Regions from separate parts of the Mus musculus genome. Here regions 2 and 3 are each linked to region 1. Evidence: chromatin contacts called from public promoter capture Hi-C data. All regions are on one chromosome and are shown on one strand. The core of a region is the stretch at or near the end of the contact, and the rest is flanking DNA. Distances in the headings are between cores, read along the strand shown. Region 1 holds the start of Ubl4a (ubiquitin-like 4A). Region 2 holds the start of Renbp (renin binding protein). Region 3 overlaps Mecp2 (methyl CpG binding protein 2).

What was found. Promoter capture Hi-C pulls out the DNA fragments that hold promoters and counts their contacts. Capture Hi-C pulls out chosen DNA fragments and counts their contacts.
Region 2: a promoter capture Hi-C map of adipose tissue shows a contact between it and region 1. The contact joins the promoter of Renbp here to the promoter of Ubl4a in region 1. A contact is called at or near these places in 2 of 39 promoter capture datasets (liver and pre-B cells), 1 of 484 Hi-C or Micro-C datasets (natural killer cells), 4 of 115 datasets of contacts at active chromatin or transcription factors (embryonic forebrain, embryonic stem cells, memory CD8 T cells and 1 more) and 3 of 9 other capture datasets (adipose tissue, liver and macrophages).
Region 3: a promoter capture Hi-C map of liver shows a contact between it and region 1, with 2.7 times the contacts expected there. The contact joins the enhancer-like site here to the promoter of Ubl4a in region 1. A contact is called at or near these places in 3 of 39 promoter capture datasets (liver and pre-B cells), 1 of 115 datasets of contacts at active chromatin or transcription factors (bone marrow-derived macrophages) and 1 of 9 other capture datasets (adipose tissue).

The regions. Positions count from the first base shown.
Region 1 is chrX:74,366,663-74,370,506 of GRCm38.p6, forward strand. Ubl4a (ubiquitin-like 4A) reads right to left here and starts at 1,886. Exons shown (of 4, transcript NM_145405.2): 1 at 1,754-1,886; 2 at 1,491-1,596; 3 at 1,039-1,247; 4 at 1-924. The coding sequence starts at 1,801. The coding sequence ends at 814. Gm44504 (predicted readthrough transcript (NMD candidate), 44504) reads right to left here. Exons shown (of 6, transcript NR_103489.1): 4 at 1,754-2,096; 5 at 1,491-1,596; 6 at 785-924. Slc10a3 (solute carrier family 10 (sodium/bile acid cotransporter family), member 3) reads right to left here. Exons shown (of 3, transcript NM_145406.2): 3 at 2,555-3,844. The coding sequence ends at 2,789.
Region 2 is chrX:73,928,794-73,932,637 of GRCm38.p6, forward strand. It overlaps Renbp (renin binding protein), which reads right to left and starts at 2,057. Exons shown (of 11, transcript NM_023132.3): 1 at 1,921-2,057; 2 at 1,615-1,724; 3 at 1,394-1,469; 4 at 1,212-1,287; 5 at 888-1,060; 6 at 323-547. The coding sequence starts at 1,950.
Region 3 is chrX:74,043,264-74,047,107 of GRCm38.p6, forward strand. All of the region lies in intron 2 of Mecp2 (methyl CpG binding protein 2), which reads right to left. Among named protein-coding and RNA genes, the nearest start is that of Mir718, 21 kb to the left of the region's middle. Within about 2 kb of position 2,013, at least 12 of the 459 cell types and tissues checked have an H3K27ac peak or open chromatin away from gene starts, as enhancers often do. A contact at or near this core is called in liver, where this site is marked.

The DNA.
Region 1 (3,844 bases), core at 636-3,135:
TCACCTGTTGTCCCTCATGGGTGAGACCTACTTCCAGAAAGAGCCAAGCAAATAGGGTGCTCCAGAGAAGAGCTATGCTACAAAGGCCCAGGATACTCCATCTAGTGGCCCATGCTTGGCTATCACTTCACTTTTGCTTTCTGAACACAAGGTGGAACTGCAGGTGATGAGAGCAAAGACTCCCACCTTGAACTGATAAAGGAGAAAGGAAACTTATTCAGGTCAGAGGAGTGCCTAACATGGGACAGATTCACTTTGGTTGGGGACCAAAGTGGCATAGAAACATGACTCAAACTATGATGGAGCTGGGGTATCTTTCTGATCCTCCAGCCCCTTAACCTGCTTGTTATTCAAGAGCACACTGGCTGCAGCAGTGGAGGGGCCCTGGATAGCTAACACTTGGCCTCCTATAGAGATTTGCCAAGGGACACACCAGAGGGCAGGTGACAGGAACTAGTGGTTTCCTGAGGGAGTCTTTTGAGGGTGTATGCTGAGTGGGCTAAATGGGAATACTAAGACCCATCTCTGAAAACAGCACACTCTTTCTCCTACAGAGGCACTTCTATAGGCTGGCTAGACTTGGACCCTGTCTGTCCCAAGCCATTGCTAGGTGTCTCTACAGTGCAGCCTCAACTTTGCTGTGGGAGGCAGAAGAGAACTCAGGCCATGTACTTTGAGTACCTAGCACCTAGCAAGAGCTGGATACATACCAGCTATTATTATCACTATGAGCCAAACTGCGACATGAGAACACATTTAATGCAACATGCAGCTGTGGCCTGACCTGGGATTTCTCCCCACAATCCCAGAATGCTATTTGCAGAACCCTTTTTCCATAGCCTCAGTCACTTCAGGGTGTAGAAAGCGGCTGGCCAAACGTTCGATGTCATCCAGTGTTAGGCGGCTCAAGGACCTGTCATAATCCTGAGGAGAGAAGACCGAGTGTATTCAGAGAGGCCAGTGGGGAAGGCGTATGCTGCATTAGGTAGGGGACGGGTAGAAACATTAAGAATGGAGGGCCAGCATTACTCTTCTCACCCTCTGTAGTTGTTCCAGGACCCTGCTGGCATCTGCTACACTGAAGTGACGGGCCAGGACTTTGGAGATCAGCTGCCAGATGGGGGTGGCTGGGGAGTCGACCAGTCTGTGGGCAGACCCTTCTTCCAGTAGCACCTTCTCCAAAGGCTTAACAACTAGGTTGAGCTTAGAATTGGGCCCAATGTTGTAATCTGACAGTCGTTTTTCATCTGCCAAAGAGAGATTGGTGTGGTTCCTTCCTCACTGATGTGGAGGTGGCTGGGAAGCAATCCTGCCACAGACAGCCAGAGTGAAGCACTGCAGCATCTGGCTATGGGGTGGTGGGGTGGTGATGGCTCAGCTACTTTTCTGAGGTCCAGTGGCAGCCAGTGCCCCGATCCACTACACTGGCCTGTACATCCCGTCCCCCAGCTTTCTGTAAAGCTCCCTGGATGGCTCCTTTCCCTGATTACCTGCTAGGGCCTTGCCCTTGAACAGCAGACGTTGCTGGCGCACAGGGACATTCAGCTTATCCGAGACCAGGTGCTTCAGTGTAGACACTAGCTCGTCCTCCGCCACCTGATCCGGCCGAGGTGGAGAGGCAAGGGCTCAGCCCGAATTCCCTGGGCGGTGAAGCCCTCGCACCCCCTCCTGAGGTCAGCTCTCCCGGCCTCCCCCACCCGCCCTCGGCCCCCAGCGGCAGGAGTGAGTGCAGCAGCCTGCGGGGTGACTTTACCTGTAGGCTACATTCCCGGCCCTGGAGCGCCTTCACGGTCAGCTGCATGGTGTCCACGGCCCAGTCCACTACGGCCAACGCAAACACCAACGGTCCCCTGCCGCGCGCCGCCGCCCCGGAACCGCCCGCCGCCGCCGGAAGCCGTGAAAGGGGCGCGCCCGCCTCGTGGCTCCCGCCTGCGCATTCTTCAGTCCCGCCTCCCGGCCTTCGCTTCTGCCCCGGCCGTGCCTTGGGTAGAGTCCACCACCTGGGCTTAATGGCGCGGGGACGTGGGGATGCCCCGCCCACTGGGATCCAAGTGAGGTACCTGTGGGGCCAGGCTTGCTTAGTCTGGGAGCTGTGGCTTGAAAGGAAGGACCAGAATGTCAGCCTCACTCCAGGCCCGGCCTGTGCTAATTCCCACCCTGCTGGTGGACCAAGTCAATGCAAACACGTGGTGGTGTCTCTCAGATACAGAAATGGTCCAGTCCTGCCTGTCATAGCTTAATGGCTTTCTACTTCCTTTCTAGTCTGGCTGCAAAAATATCCTGACTGAAGCTCGGAAGTAGTGCTCTCTTCACTCCTTATAGTGCAGAGGTCTGCCCTGTTAGGTAGGGCTGTTAGAGCAAAGCCTTTGTAGATCTGAGGATACAGCTCAAAGGTACATGTCTACCATGTGCAAAACAGAGTGAGGAGGAGAAAGTGGGTTCTGTGCAGGGTCACCAAGCTGGTTCACTGTTCTGGCCCATATCCGCCCAGACACACTCTTCTTACCCCAATCCACAGGCTCCAAGGGACAGACTGGAAGGGACCCGAGCTTGCTTTTGTTTTTTTGGTTTTTTTTTATTGAAATATATTTCTGGGCAATACCCAACTATCTAACTCAGCATGGCCTCTTTGGCACTGAAAGCTGGGGCGAAAAGGAGTAAAAAAATAAGCCTGGATTTGTCTTGAGTGCATAGTGCATGAGAACTAAAGGCCTTTGGTACGGTACACAAGAACTGTGGGAAGAGAGGAGTATGGGGGCTGGAAGTTATAAAACTTGATCCAGAGGGCTCAGGGAACAGGAAACAAGATGCTATAGATGAACTGGCCAATAACCAAAGCCAACATCTCGGAGGTACCACTCAGTGCCACAATGAAAGGGGCCTGAGAGGCATAGTCTGCTTGAAGGCGGCGCAGAGACAGCTGTAGCATGGCTAAGGCTAGCAGGCTGTTTTGCACCCCTACCTCAATGCTGACTGTTCGTCGCTGAGCCACTGGCAGCTTCAGGCAGATGGCCAGGCTGTAGCCCACCAAGAGGCCAACAAGAGGCACTGTGAAACCCACCAGTACAATGGGTAACCTGACTCCCACTAGGATGAAGACCCCCATGTGGTAGGCCAGGAACAGGCCACCCAGGAGAAGTATAAAGCTGAAGGGCTTGATGACCTGTAACAGTAGTTCAGAGAACTTGGGGAGCTTAGATTTGATCACCACACCCGCTGCTATGGGGATGGCGATAAACAGCAGGGTCCCCAATATCTTGGAGATGGGCACGTGGAGTGTTTCATGGATGCTGAGAAGGTAGCTGTAGATGGCTGATGAGAGTGGTAGGAAACCAGTGGCAGCTACTGTTGAGATGAAAGTCATGGAGATGGCCAGGGTGACATCTCCTCCAAGGAGGAGACTGAAGAGGTAGCTCCCTCCACCACCAGGTGATGAGCAGGTAATGATGAGGCCCAGAGCTAAGGCCTTGGGTAGCATGAAGACTTTGGCCATCAGGAAAGCATAGAAAGGCATGACCAGAAACTGGCCCAAGAGGCCCAACAGCATGGGTTGGGGGCTCTGTAGGAGCTCCTTCAAAACTTCAAGTTCCACTTTGCAACCAAATGAACACTTGTTGACAAAGATAAGAGGCAGAAGCAAGTAGAGTATTGGGTTCTCTGAGAAGTGGCCCAAGTTGGTGTTGAGAGCAGAAGGGAGGTCTTCAGCAGGTGACACCCTGATGCAGAAATCTCTCCGTTCTTCGATCAGCAGGGGTGGGGCCTCATAGAAATCCATGAGCTGGAGGTGGAGTGGGGCCAGCCCAGCTAGACCTGAGTGGATGCCTACCACAAAGCCACCTCCACT
Region 2 (3,844 bases), core at 807-3,306, 440 kb before region 1:
TCTGGAATTACAGATATGTGTACCACGCCCTGCTCCAGAACATTTTTGGAATGGCTGATTGTCTCCCATGAACCCAGTAGGTTCTGATCCTTCTTGCTTAGGTCTGGGTCTCTCAAGTGAAGAGGGTAAAACCCTGAATGAGGAGACAGGCAAGACTGAGTTTGATGCCACAGAGGCATCAAAGGGAAGAACATAGATCAAGACCTCCTTTCCATAGCTCAGAATGTGTCTGTTGCTCTGGCCTCTTCTGTCTTAGGACACACCCATTTCCGCCCTCAGCAAGCTGGGCTCCACCTTCCTGAGGACCCTGGGTTGTGCCTACCTGGACATGCTGAAGAATCCTGTGGACACACCAGTCCCCTAGTTCTGCATACATGTTGGTCAGCTCCTCATCTTCTTCTCCAAGCTGCTCCACCAGGCTGAGCAGCATCATGGGCACTGCCATGGGCTCTGTGGCCAGTGCCCCTGAGAGCTGAGGCCGGCCCAACCCAGCCGGGTCCTCCCGTACCCAGTGGATGATCTGATCCATCATCTCTATGGCTTCACTCTGTGAGGAGACCAGAGAGGCTGCCCTGTCCCAGCACATACTTCTTCCCCCAAGGACTCAGGGCTCAGCTTCTTCTCCCAATACTATTTTCGGGGACTCTGGGATTCAGGTCACTCTCAGGCAGAAGGGCCCAGTGAAGAAAGCGAAAACCTTTTCTACCTGGACACAGGGCACTGTTTGCCCAGGGTCCCTTTAGGGTTAGGGTTAGAGAGCGCTGAGGAAACATGTGGTCACAAAATGGTAGGAAACGAGTAAATGGGTCTTGTGGCAGGTTCCCAGGCCTGTCATTAGAGTACACTCATGTCCAACAGCCTGTGATCCCCTACAGGCTCCTACATACCTGATAACGCACTTCCCCCGTTACTTTCCACAGTTCATTCATGGCCATGGTGTAGAAGCACTCGCTGAAAATGGTCCGCTGCACCTTCACTGGCCGGCCATCCCGAGTCAGCACAAAAGCACATTTCTTGCCAGGTGGTGCCACCCGGGCATAACGCAGCAAAAATTCACCACCTGGTGGTTGGAAAGTATGCATGGTAGGTAAGGACTCTGAATATACTGCCTCTTGGAACCTGCCAGTCCCTTTCCTCTTCTAGAGCCCTTTAGATACATTGAATACATAACCCACTGAAGCCCCTGGGGAGATAGGGCTAGGAGAGGGGACCTGCTCTTGCTGCATCCAGAAGCTCAACACGGCGGAAGCGCTCAAAACTGCGGTATAAGCGACAATACATCCATACCTGTGAGGGAACACAGTTTAGAGAGGAGTAGCTGGGGTGGAGGGAATCCTAAGTATCCCTGGGTATACCCTATTGTTGTGTGAACACCTTAAGTGTGCAAACTGACCTGCCTCCCCTGCAGCCAAACATATTTGAGGTGATCATATACCTTCCCATCACGGCCAAGACATGTGAAGAAGCCCCTGTGAGACAAGTGTTGTCAGAAAGTGAAGGAAAGAGCCGTTCTCCATAGCTTCACTACTCTCCTCAGGTCAGTAGATCTGTGTGTCACCTCCAAGTGAGATAGGGGGAGGGGGGCCCTAGGAGGATCATGGCAGGATAGCTAACCCGTGTTCCTGGTCATGGGAATGCTCCATCCAGAAAGCGATCACACGATCAAGCTCTTGTTCCACACGCTTCTTCCAGACCTGCAGTGTCTCCCGTTCCTTCTCCATGTCCTGTGAAGTGAATCAGGGCAGAGCAGGGAAGCACAGCTCTTCCTTCACAGGGACTTCCTGAACCAACTCGAGTAGGCCCCAGAGCTACTTGATTCCACCCCACCACCACAGGGCCTCGAGCCAAGGATACAGTACTCCCACCTCTTCAATGGGCTTCTGACCCCACCATTAGTTGGAACCATCCACTACCACATACCTGTAACATTAGGAGTCCTAGGTCCATCATCTGCTTTCCTCCAGGAATTCAGACTTGGTCGCGATCCCGTGACTATCACTCAGCTGACCGAGCAGTGTCCCACCCACCTGATCCTCTTCAGAGTTCCGAAGGGCCCCGAGTTGGGGGCGGGACGAAGGGCGGGGTTTCAAACCCCGCCTTCTGCTCTTCTAGGCCTGGACTGAGCAGTCAAGCTCTAGATCCCCCTGGTGGGAACTGGGTGAGGAAGTCTGGCCTTATGAGGAGGGAGTAGGTAGGAGACTGAATCTGGGCCTGGCAGCTGAGGCTGGTGATCTCAACAGATTGTGAAGTTAGGGTGCCCCTGGAATGACTGAATCCTGAGACCCTGTGACCCCATATTGTCGGCAAGCCCTTTCCTTTAGCTTCAGCTGTCTGAGTCCAGTAATTTACAACCATTAGCCCTGGTTGCCAGTTGCTGGATACTTCACCCCCAAGGATGATTCTGGAAAAACAGGTGATAACCATGCAGAGTAGAGTGGGCATCCTCCAGCTCTCTGGCCCTTCCTCCTAGGTACACAGTATAGGTTGGCTCTGTGACAGGCTGGTTAATCTGTTCCCCATTCTTGCTACCCACTGGGCACCCTCATTGCTCAGCAGAATTCTGTGGAGTGAGAATTTCAACCAGAATGCCAGAGGTACTTGTTCTGATTTTCTTTTGTCTTTTTTTTAAAACATTTTTTAAGATTTATTTATTATTTATTATATGTAAGTACACTGTAGCTGTCTTCAGACACTCCAGAAGAGGGCGTCAGATCTCATTACGGATGGTTGTGAGCCACCATGTGGTTGCTGGGATTTGAACTTCGGACCTTCAGAAGAGCAGTCTGGTGCTCTTACCCACTGAGCCATCTCACCAGCCCTTCTTTTGTCTTTTTTTATTTGTTTGTTTGTTTTTTCGAGACAGGGTTTCTCTGTGTAGCCCTGGCTGTCCTGGAACTCACTCTGGGGACCAGGCTGGCCTCGAACTCAGAAATCTGCCTGCCTCTGCCTCCCAAGTGCTGGGATTAAAGGCGTGAGCCACCACTGCCTGCATTTTCTTTTGTCATTTTATTTTATGTTTCAGTGTTTTGTTGTTGTTGTTGGTGGTGGTGGTTTATTTTTTGTTTGCTTTTGCTTTTGCCTCTATGTATGTCTGTGCACCACATGCATGCAGTATCCTTAGAGGCCAAAAGAGGGTATTGGATCCTCTGGACCTGGACTTACAGCTGGTTGTGAGTCTCCACGTGGGTTCTGGAAATGGAACCTGGGGCCTCTGGAAGAACAGACAGTGCACTTAACTGCTGAGTCATCACTCCAGTTCCTTGAACATGTTCTTAATGATGGACTGCAACCCAGGAGTGTAAAGTAACTAGACTTCCTGACTCATCAATGCTGCTTTGGGAGTTGGTCAGTAAAAAGAATTCAGTTTCTAGATATGGTTATGTTCTTGTGCTACCTGCCCCTTCCCAGCTGTGTGTTGACTCATTTCGCAATGACTGCTACTTTCCAGGTTATGGCTACTGGGTGGCTCTGCAGGTTGTAGAATGGCTCTTTCATCCTGAAACACTTCATCTTTATGGTGTTTAGGAATAAGCCTGATCTCAGTGTCTGTTAAGTATCTGCTGAAGCTGCTCTGTTCATCTTTACCCTTAGCCTAGGTCATGCCCAGGGACCTTGGCTCTGTATCCAGGAAAGCTTGCATGCTGTTATTTAAGCTGTATTTATCCATCTTCATTGTCTCCCAGCTTCTCTTACACACATATCATCCCTTTCAAGCTCAGCCAAGTTAAGAGCATTGGTATGATAGAATGGGTGGTTCCCTGGCCCTGAGTCTCATGGGAATAGGGTGATGCAAAGCTATGATGCCTTTCTCCCCAGGAGCTCAGTTTGCTAGTTTGTTTGCAAT
Region 3 (3,844 bases), core at 763-3,262, 320 kb before region 1:
GGCTATTAGGAATAGTGTTTCTATGAAATATTCACATACAAGTTTTATGTGAACATACATTTTAGTTCTCTTCTACCTATAAACCTAGGAGTGATTACTACAGTACATGGTTACTCTTATGTTTAACCTTCTGAGAAGCTGCCAGACTGCTTTTCCTTTAGAGGTACTTCAAATGTTCTGGAACTAGATAGAAGTAAAGTGGGGTGGCAGAAATGCTTCTTGAATGCTCAGTAGCTAGTGGTGGGTTTAAATAGAAGTGATCCTAGAACCAGGGTATGGTAGTACATGCCAGTAGTGTAAGACTTTTAGGAACATTATGTGTTGCTTCATCTCACTCACTCATGCATTATCCAATGTCCCTTAAACATCAATGTATCTTGTTCATGCTTACACTTGGGCCATCAATAAGACTCTACCTGCATAAAGCATCTGTTGCTGCTTTTTCTGATATGGTTGGTATTCCAAAATAAAAGCTTTGGTAAACATAAAAGATAGATGCCAGGAGCTAGGGAAGACTCATCAAGTAGCCAGAAAGGCTCCAGAACAGGGGTAAAATGGCTACTCTAGGACTCACTGGGAAATCAGGCCAAGATTACAAACTTGGTAAAGGCAAAAGATTCAGGTAGGGTGTCTTTCCCACAGACTGACCTCATAAATGAGATAAGAGGGAAAATGTCAGAATCACTGTTTATACAAACATTTTCCATTCATTCATTCATTCATTCATTCACTCACTCATTCATTCCTTCTTTTGAGATTCAGATTCAGGAAGCTCATTGATAAACCATGTTTCAAGGGAGAAAGGCAGAAGAAAGTGACAGAGCAGGGCACCTGATATTCTCTTCTAGCTTTTGAGAAGCCTATATTATAAGCAACTTCTGTTTCCTCACTTTCCTTTGGGCCTTTGATTCTGTGTTCTAACAGGTTTCTCCTCCTCTTCTTGTAGTTCAGAGACTGAGGAAAAGGAGGTCCAGTGACCCGCCCAAATTTGGATCCATCTCTAGGGGAAGCTCCAAGGCCTGACACTATTACTGATACTATGGTGTGCTTACAGACAGGAGCCTAGCATGGCTGCCCTCTAAGAGGCCCAAAAAGCATCAGACTGAGACAGATGCAGATATTTTTTTTTCGAGATAGGGTCTCTCTGTGTAGCCCTGGCTGTCCTGGAACTCACTCTGTAGACCAGGCTGGCCTCGAACTCAGAAATCCGCCTGCCTCTGCCTCCTGAGTGCTGGGATTAAAGGCATGAGCCACCACACCCAGCTCAGATGCAGATTCTTACACCCAACCAATGAACTGAAGTCAGGGTCTCCTGTAAGGGAGAGGCTGGAAGAAGTTCAGGAGGAGGGTAGCCCCATAGGAAGACCAGCAGTCTCAACTAACCTGGACTCCAGAGATCTCTCAAGACACTGAGCCACTGACCAGGCAGCATACAGCAGCTGATATGAGGACCCCAACACATATACAGCAGAGGACTCCTGGTCTGGCCTCAGTGAGAGAAGATGCACCTAACCCTCAAGACTTGAGGCCCCAGGGAGTGGGGAGGCCTGATGGGGTAGGGACATCCTCTTGGAGACGGGGGAGGAGGAATGGGATGAGGAACTGTAGGAAGGAGGATCGGGAGGGGGATAAAAACTGGACTGTAAAAAAAAAGATTAAAGATAATAAATAATAACAAATGTATTTATACATATGCCCATGTTTGGGTTTGTGCATGTGTGGCTGGAACTGGATTCTCTGGAGCTGGGGTTACAGGAGACAAAATCTGCCTAATGTGAGTGCTATAAATTGAAGTCTTGTCCTCTGCAAGAGCAGCAAGCTCTCTTAACTGCTAAGCCATCTCCCCAACCCTCTTCTTGGTATTTTAAAGACAAGAGTCTCTTTAACCCTAACCCTAAAATCACTCAGTAAGTAGACACACTCTAAGTCCTTTTGCCAATCTGATCTGGGGCAGCTGTCCTTGCCTCTGCAACTCTGCTTGCAGGAAACACTGGGCAGAACTTTGGCTTTGGAGCTCATCTTTCTGGCAGCCTGCCCACTCCTCTTATCAGGTGAGGGAACGATGGCAGAGCCTGATCCACATCCTTGCACAGGAGTTCTTTTTTTTTTTTCCATTTTGATAGCTACACAGTCTTTATTATAATCATTCAACTTATGAGCTGTAGCAGAGACATAGACAAAAACAATGCATAAAGAAATGGATGAGCTGAGTTCTAGTAGAATTTTATATGCAAAAAACAAGCAGTGGCAGGCCAGGTATGGTGACACATAACTATAATTCCAGCACTCTGGAGATTGAGGCAGCAAGATCAGAGGTTAGAGGCCAATCTGGGCTATGTAGCAAGACTGTCACAAATAAACCAAATCAAATCAGGCAGTGAGCCAGAGCTAACTCTAGGGATGTGGTTCACCAGCTGCTATGTTAATTGAAGAGAAGCTACGTAAACAAGCAACTGGTATTTTCAGTGATTATAGAAGTTATTTGGCCTCCACTCAAACTCCTAAGGTAGAGCGAGAAGTTCTCCAAACACAAAATGTTACCTGGAGACTGTGGAGTCACAGAAGAGGTACAAGATAACAGTTTTCTAAAGAACTGAACATAATGTCAAAAAAAGACGACTTGTTACTGGCCATAACAATGTGAAGGTCCACTGGAGACTGATAAGGCCAATTCATGGAACACAGGAGTGTTTATATGTCTTTATAAAGTTGATTACAGGAGGTGAGGGACCCAATTATAGGAGGTGAGGGAAGGGTCCATGAACAGAGAATGCTGGGAGAGTTTGATTAAAAGGGGACAGAGTAGAGATTAGACAGAGGCTAAAGAAGGTTTGCATAGCTAAGCAGGAAATTCTAAAACACATTTTTATGGTGATAAGTGTGATTCATGAGAGGAGAGAATACAAATGAAGTCCCAGGGACATGGAAGAGCAGTAGACACCACAAGCCGGACAGACAGGAAATCCTTGTCATCATGAGGTCTGCATTAGGCTCTATGGGTGGAACAGGTTTTAGTTATGACAAAGTCCAGTCCTTGAGTATGAGGATGTGTGCCTGAGGTCACTGGAATGGAGGTGGTCAAGGAGATGGAAAGTCTGACACTAGGAAGGTTGTCAACATGTTCAATATAGTCACCTTCAGGATGAGAGGGGCTGAGACAAAGAGATAGAAGCTATGGGTGTAAAAATGTTCTGTTTCTAAAGTACACAGGATAGGAAACAATCAACCAGCTGCTGTTGGAAGAGGGGCAAATTTGGCATGAGGTGTGGGTGTACAGAGAAAAGGGACTCTAACCTGAATAGGGAAGAGTCTAGAAAGAAAAGCAAGATTCACACTAGAGGGGCCTTGGGTTTAAAGCAGGGGAGAGATCAATCTGACTACAGAGATTGTGTGAAAGCCAGGTATCTATAGGAAAGCTTACAAGGTCACAGGAACCCTCAAGAGGGTGTTTGGTTCAGGACAGTGGTAGAAGGGCTCAAGGGAAAGATGGGAAAAAGAGAAGGACAGTATGGCACAGCTTGGCAGCTCCCTAAATATTGGTACTGTAGGGATAGGCAGAAGAGTGTCCAGCCTGGCGGACTGAAAGCAGAGCACATGTCATCTGGTTGTGTGGTCTTATTTACCCAGTTTGTTCTGAAGAAGCCTGGTGGGTCGTAGGGCAGGCAGTGAGTTGAGAAGAGGCAGAAGAGTACAAAACAAAAACAACCCCAAACCAAAGCTTTATCAGGTACTATTTTTGGGCCAAGGAAGGGCACAAGGAGGAGGGGAAAAAAAAACCAGAAGGTAGTGGGGGAGAGAGATAACAGGCATACAACATACACCTATGTGAAAATATCATAAAGAA